Linked DNA regions of Mus musculus: region 1 is linked to region 2. A link is a contact called in public targeted proximity ligation data. All regions are on one chromosome and are shown on one strand. The core of a region is the stretch at or near the end of the contact, and the rest is flanking DNA. Distances in the headings are between cores, read along the strand shown. Region 1 holds the start of Fads3 (fatty acid desaturase 3). Region 2 holds the start of Dagla (diacylglycerol lipase, alpha).

Region 1 (2,768 bases), core at 82-2,581, 260 kb after region 2:
CAGTTGCCTGGAGTGAATCCGGGAGGAGAGGGACAATGACAGTCCTGGGACACAGAGAACCTCCTCTGCTGCCACCAAGTTCTTCCACTAGAGAATCATTCCCTCCAGTCTTAAAGACCTTCCGGGTACCCAATGTGACTAACCTACAATTTTGGATAGTCGAGGGCAGAGCACCATGGCCTCAACCTTTGTCCATGGAGTGGGACTGAAGGAGGAAGGGTCTGGGAAATTGCTTCACCACTGGGCTCTAGCCAGATAGTCCTTCAGGCCAGTTCCATCCCTTCTTGTCTAGACACGGACTGAGAATGGGAAGCCAGAGTCCCCAGGGGCTAGTCGGTGACTGGGGTGACTGTGCTTCCCGTGGAGGCCCACCCAGCCTGGCAAAGTCTTCCCACGTGTAGCTGCCAGCCCAGCAGAGGTGAGTCACTGGCCCTCAGAACAGTCTACACAAGTGCTGGATAAGCCACAGACCTCCAGGCCCTGCCCAAGCTCTGCTGCCCAGCCCCCAGTTTCTGATGGCACGTCCCTATCGCTAGGGACCCAGCCCTGCCCCAGGCTCTTGGAAGCACCAGAAAATAGTCTGTGACACTCAGAGCAGAAAAGAAACCCTCAGTACAACAGTGAGGGTACTTACCTGGGGCAGAATCTGCCCCTCACGGCACACCCACCTCTGGGGGCCCATTCTTCCCTGAGATCTATTTATTCCACAGACTGACCCAAACAGCCCATCCTCCGTGAAAGAAAGAGACCTCCTTCCCTCAGGCTCCATCTCAACTCTGGAGCCAGGGAAGGGGTCAAAGGTCAGAAAGAGCAAAAAGGATGCTAAGGTCCGCAGGTGGAATGAGACGCCAAGCCTATGAACAACGTCTCCCTCTCCACCGCTAGTGCCAGGCTCCACCCCGCCGGCTGTGGGTTAGCTTACCGTGGCGTCCTCCGCACCGTGGTGGCCGATGAGGCGGCTACCCCCTGGGTGCCGCTGTGCCCAGCGGCTGATGTCGTAGACACGGCGCTCGATGACCAGCCACTTGTCGCCTGGTAGGTCATGCTGGCGGATCTGCTCCCAGCGGAAGATGGGTAGGGGCGCCCCCAGCGGTGCGGGCCCCTCCCGCGGCCCGGGTCCCCCTCCGGGCTCCCCGACACCGCCCATTGCCGCTGTACACAAGTCCTCCGGACCCCGGTACGTGACCAAGGTCTAAGAGAGACACTGAGGGAGGCGAGGTGGCAATCAGGGGTCTTCCTCCGCCCGCCCCACCGGCCCCGCCCTGCCGCTGCGGCCGCCGTAAGAGCGTGCGCCTGCCCGGCTCTCCGCGCAGGGAACTTTTCCCTCCCTTATAACCGCGCTGACAGCGCTCGCCTCGCCCGCCCCTCGTCCCGGCCCCCGCGCTGGCCAGTCCCGCTCTCGCTCCAATCCAGGCGCGGCGCCTCCACATCTATTGGCTGCCCGGGGAGGGCGGTGTCGCGAAGGGGCTTGCCCCACCCTCGAGGGCCTGGGGCCACCACGCCCGGCACTGCCCCCGGGGCACTGCCCCCCCCCCCCCCCAGTTTCTCGGACTCTCGGCTCAACTGAGAAGGCGGGGGATGGGGACCCAGCGCGCACGGGAGTCCTGCAGGCCGCTGCGCCCAGGCACACCCGCAGGGGCCCGAAATGAGCCCAAGTCTGAGCCCTGAAAGGCTGAGAAATGTAGTTAGGGACGTCACCGGTCTTTAACCAGGCATCCCAGGTAGCTAGAAATGAGGACACTACCTTGGGGTGACTGTCAACAGCCACCAAACAATGGACCTCATCCCCCAGTAAACCCTCAATATCCACGCGAGGAAGCCATCTAAAGCAATCTGCAGGAGCAGATGGCCTCTCCTCCTGGCTGTACGCAGGATTGGGGATGCCCAGGTTGGCCACTGGAGGAGGAGCAGAGGACACTGCTGCGTGGAGGTCTGCCGTTCAGGAGATGAAAGAATGGTCCAGTCTGCAATGGGTGGCTTGCTTGTCACCACCTCCCAGTTCTCCCCATTCATGGTGTCACATTTTTGACTTATTAAATTCAAATCCTCTTGAGAGTGTAACTACGTTCCCAATTGTACGATGTTTCTTTGAGACAGACATCAGTTCCTTAAAAGTTAAAAGCTTTCACAACTGGCAAACTTGAAGGTCCATCAGAATTTCCTTGAGGGCTAGTTAAAACAGACTCCCGCACACCACCCTAGTGTGACTCAGGGCAGAAAGGTGAGGCAGACCTGTTTGTTGGGAGCAAATCTTTTCAGAACCTTAAAGTGTATTTTTTCCAATGTGCAAACATTTCCTCTTGGTCTACCTAAGGATTTGTAGGTGACCTGACCTCTAAGGCACCCCTGTGGATAACAAAACCAACCTGTGTTTCTTGCCTACAAAAAACCAGTATATGCATGTAACCTTCACATATCCCCTCATACACTTTAAGTCAGCTCTGAATTCTTAATAATGTCTAATGTGATGTAAATGCTCTATAAATAATTGTTCACTGCATTGTTTAGGGAACAATAAGACTAAAAAAGGCTGAAAGCATTCACTCCAGATGCAACTATTACAGGCCTAAATACACAGGACAAGGAGGAAAGCAGAGGCGAGCAATACTCTAAAGAATGTTGGTTAGATACCTGGGACCTGTGAGATGAGGAGAGGTGACATCAGGGGCAGCCTACGTACACACTGCCTCCATGGAGAGTGAGGAGGGTGTCACAGTCCAGTCTTACATTTGGGAAACTTCCAGAATTCTTTTCTGAACATGTCCAAT
Region 2 (2,901 bases), core at 272-2,771:
TGTGTGTGTGTGTGTGTGTGTGGAACTTGTGTAGTTTTCTATGTGCCGGACAGCTAAGGGGTAGACTGTAGTAGACTATTTAGGGATGGCCACGTGGGCATGCTTTCTCCATTAGGAACTTTGGTGAGTAAGGAAAAGAGCTGATTTTGCAGAGTCCTTTCTGCCTGGCATCAGTTGATCTACCATGGTTCACAGGACCAATATAATTCTTTCTTCCAGGTGTCTGGGACTTTGAAGCAAGAGATATTATCTCCAACTGTGTGGTTTGAATGGACCATGACAATCTAGAGATAACGTCCCTGAACCCAGGCCTCCCCAGATTTCTGAACTTCCTGAGACATCGGGAGCTCCTCTCCAGGAATTCTTGAAGTGCTCATATTTGTTCCCCAAATCCATTTTCTTTACCTAAGCCAGAGCTTATCTTTGCAATAACCGTAGATGCTACCGAATTGCCTGGCGAGGGGCTGAACTCTGCAACGAGGAGAAGTCTGTCCCGGATGCAGGGTTTCACTTTCAGTCAGATGTCCACCTATGTCCTCCAGGCCTACAGAACAAGTCAATCATCCTGACGTCATTCTCAGAATGACGTCTGAGCCCAGGAAACATTTCACACGCTTGCTTTCTGCGTTACTTTCCTTTCGACCTCTCATATCTTTCTGCTCGACTTTGGAGACTTAACTGATTGCATCATCATGACCGCTAGATCCAATCTTACCTATGACCCCCTGTGCAGCTGCAGCTCTTAGCTTAGCCCCCATGTGACCTGATATCTCTAAGGGCAAGCCTGCTCCCACCCACTCCCCAGACTCAACCCAGAACACCAGCATAGCTGTGTCCCTGCCAAAAAGCAGCTTTCAGGAAGGCGAGTTGAGCGACTTGCGCATGAATGGATGGGCGTGTGTGAAGGAGAACAGGAGGGGCGATTTTCTTCATTTATCAGAAAATCAAAATTGATCAAACTCCCCTTTTGCTGTCAGGCACTATGCTGGGTGTTGAGGAGGGTGAGAGTAGGGGGGAAGAGGAGGACATAGATAAAGATGTGTCCCAACTCCTCAAGACGCTGCTAGGTCCCCTGAAGGAGGTGGAACCCATCTCTCTCCTTTCCTCCCCCAAACAAACCAGTTCTCCGGTGATCCTACTTGCTATTTTTCATCTCCCACGCTAAACCCTGTCACGCGGGACCTGAAGGAGGGGAACCCAAGCAGCTACCGTGCCCCTGTTCAGTGCCCACGGTCCAACCCCTTTCGTCTGCCCACGGAACCCCCGTGGAGGCCTCAGCCCCGCGCCCACCGCCCCCACGCGCGGGGATCCAGGGCTCCACCACCTCGGGCCTGCGCGCCTCTCCCCTCCCTGGCGCTAGGGGGCGCTGCCGCCCCACGGCCGTCGCCATGGTCACCGCTGGCGGCGGAGTGGGGTTTACGTAAAGGACGCAGCGTCCCCCGGGGGGCGGAGGCGGCCTTCGCGCCGGCGCCGGCGCCCTGCGGAAGCAACGTTAGTGAATAGGGGCCTTGGGGAGCCCAGGATGGAGGTGGCGGTCGCAGTGGCCGCGGCGGGCCGAGCCCTGCGGCGGGCCGGAGGTAAGGGGGCCCGGGCCGAGTCCCGGGCGCAGGAGCTCTGCGAGCGGCGTGGCGGGCTGGGCAATGTCCACTGCGCGCGGTGGCCGGTCCGACAGGTCCGCGGGCGGAGGTGCGGCTGCCACGCGCGCTCGTGGCAGGTGTGAGGTCCGCGGAGCCCCGGGCCACCGGCGTGGGGATGGTGACACGCATGGCACGGGCGTGGGCAACGTGGATACAGCACGGGCAGCGTGATTTTTCCTGGCGAGGGTGTCAGAAGACTCACCCCCGCCTTGGTGTAGCGGTGGCCGCCCAGGTGTGAGGAGGGTGCACCCTCTGTACAGGAGGGCGATGCACGCAGCTGGTGCTGGTGGGTGGCCAGCTGATGCTGGGCCGTGATGGTGCGGTGGGCATGGGTGTGAGAAAGTGCTGCCATTGCTTGGATGTTGGTTGGCATGGTTCTGGCCTTGGGCTTGACATGGTTTGGAGTGATGGTCCTGGGGGCTTAAAGAATCAATGTCCTGGGCATGACTAGTGGCTCCGGCCCTGCTGTGAGAAATGGCCTTGGCTTAGCGCAGTGCCCTGGAATGACTAATACTGTGAGGGAAGACAGGTGGCCCTCAGACCCTGGTAAATAAGAGGGTAAATACCCACCCTTACAGGGAGATCAGTAGGGGCGACGTCTCTGTCATGGGGCTCAGCATTAATGCCTGTTGGTGTGCTGGCCTTGGGGCAGAAGGCTGGAAGAAGGTTGGTGTTTTTTATGATGGATGAGAATAAGAGACACCATGTGTCTACCATGAGGTTCTTGGTTGCTGTCCCAGGTAGAGCTCTGCTCAGTTATGAACCTTTACCTGGCTCATGAGTCCTCCCCCATTTGGAGGAAGATGGGAGGAATAGGTGGTTCTCACTGGTGGTCCTTGTTTCTGATTATAGGAGACTCAGAAGGGTATAGAGAAGTAGCCCAGGCTACGTCGTCCCTGGGCCCTTCCTTTCACTTGGTTGATGGCGGTGCTACTGGGTTTCTGGGAATTGTATCTTTTGGGCTGCGTGGAAGATGGTTCTGTGGCTACTGGGAGTGTTTGGAGATTGCATATATCCTAACTAGTCTTCTGAGAAGCTTTGGAGAAGGTCCCCCATCTCTCTATCTCTTTCCTTCCCTCCCTCCCTCTATCTCTCCCCCCTCCCAGCCCCCATCTCCTTCCTCCTCTCATTGCCACATGATGTCCCACTTCACAGAGCATCAGTGGGCAGACCCCTAGAGACGTTGAAGACTTCAGGGTGTTATGGGTTTCTTGGGGGGGAAGGCACAGAAGTAGAAGCAAAGAGCTGAGCTTTGCATGAGAAG

What was found.
Region 1: a targeted proximity ligation map of pancreatic cancer cells shows a contact between it and region 2. A contact is called at or near these places in 5 of 39 promoter capture datasets (the HPC-7 cell line, embryonic stem cells, liver and 1 more), 1 of 484 Hi-C or Micro-C datasets (liver) and 1 of 130 datasets of targeted methods (pancreatic cancer cells).

What each region holds. Positions count from the first base shown.
Region 1 is chr19:10,040,111-10,042,878 of GRCm38.p6, reverse strand. Fads3 (fatty acid desaturase 3) reads right to left here and starts at 1,331. Exons shown (of 12, transcript NM_021890.3): 1 at 923-1,331. The coding sequence starts at 1,147.
Region 2 is chr19:10,303,497-10,306,397 of GRCm38.p6, reverse strand. It overlaps Dagla (diacylglycerol lipase, alpha), which reads left to right and starts at 1,521. Exons shown (of 20, transcript NM_198114.2): 1 at 1,521-1,577.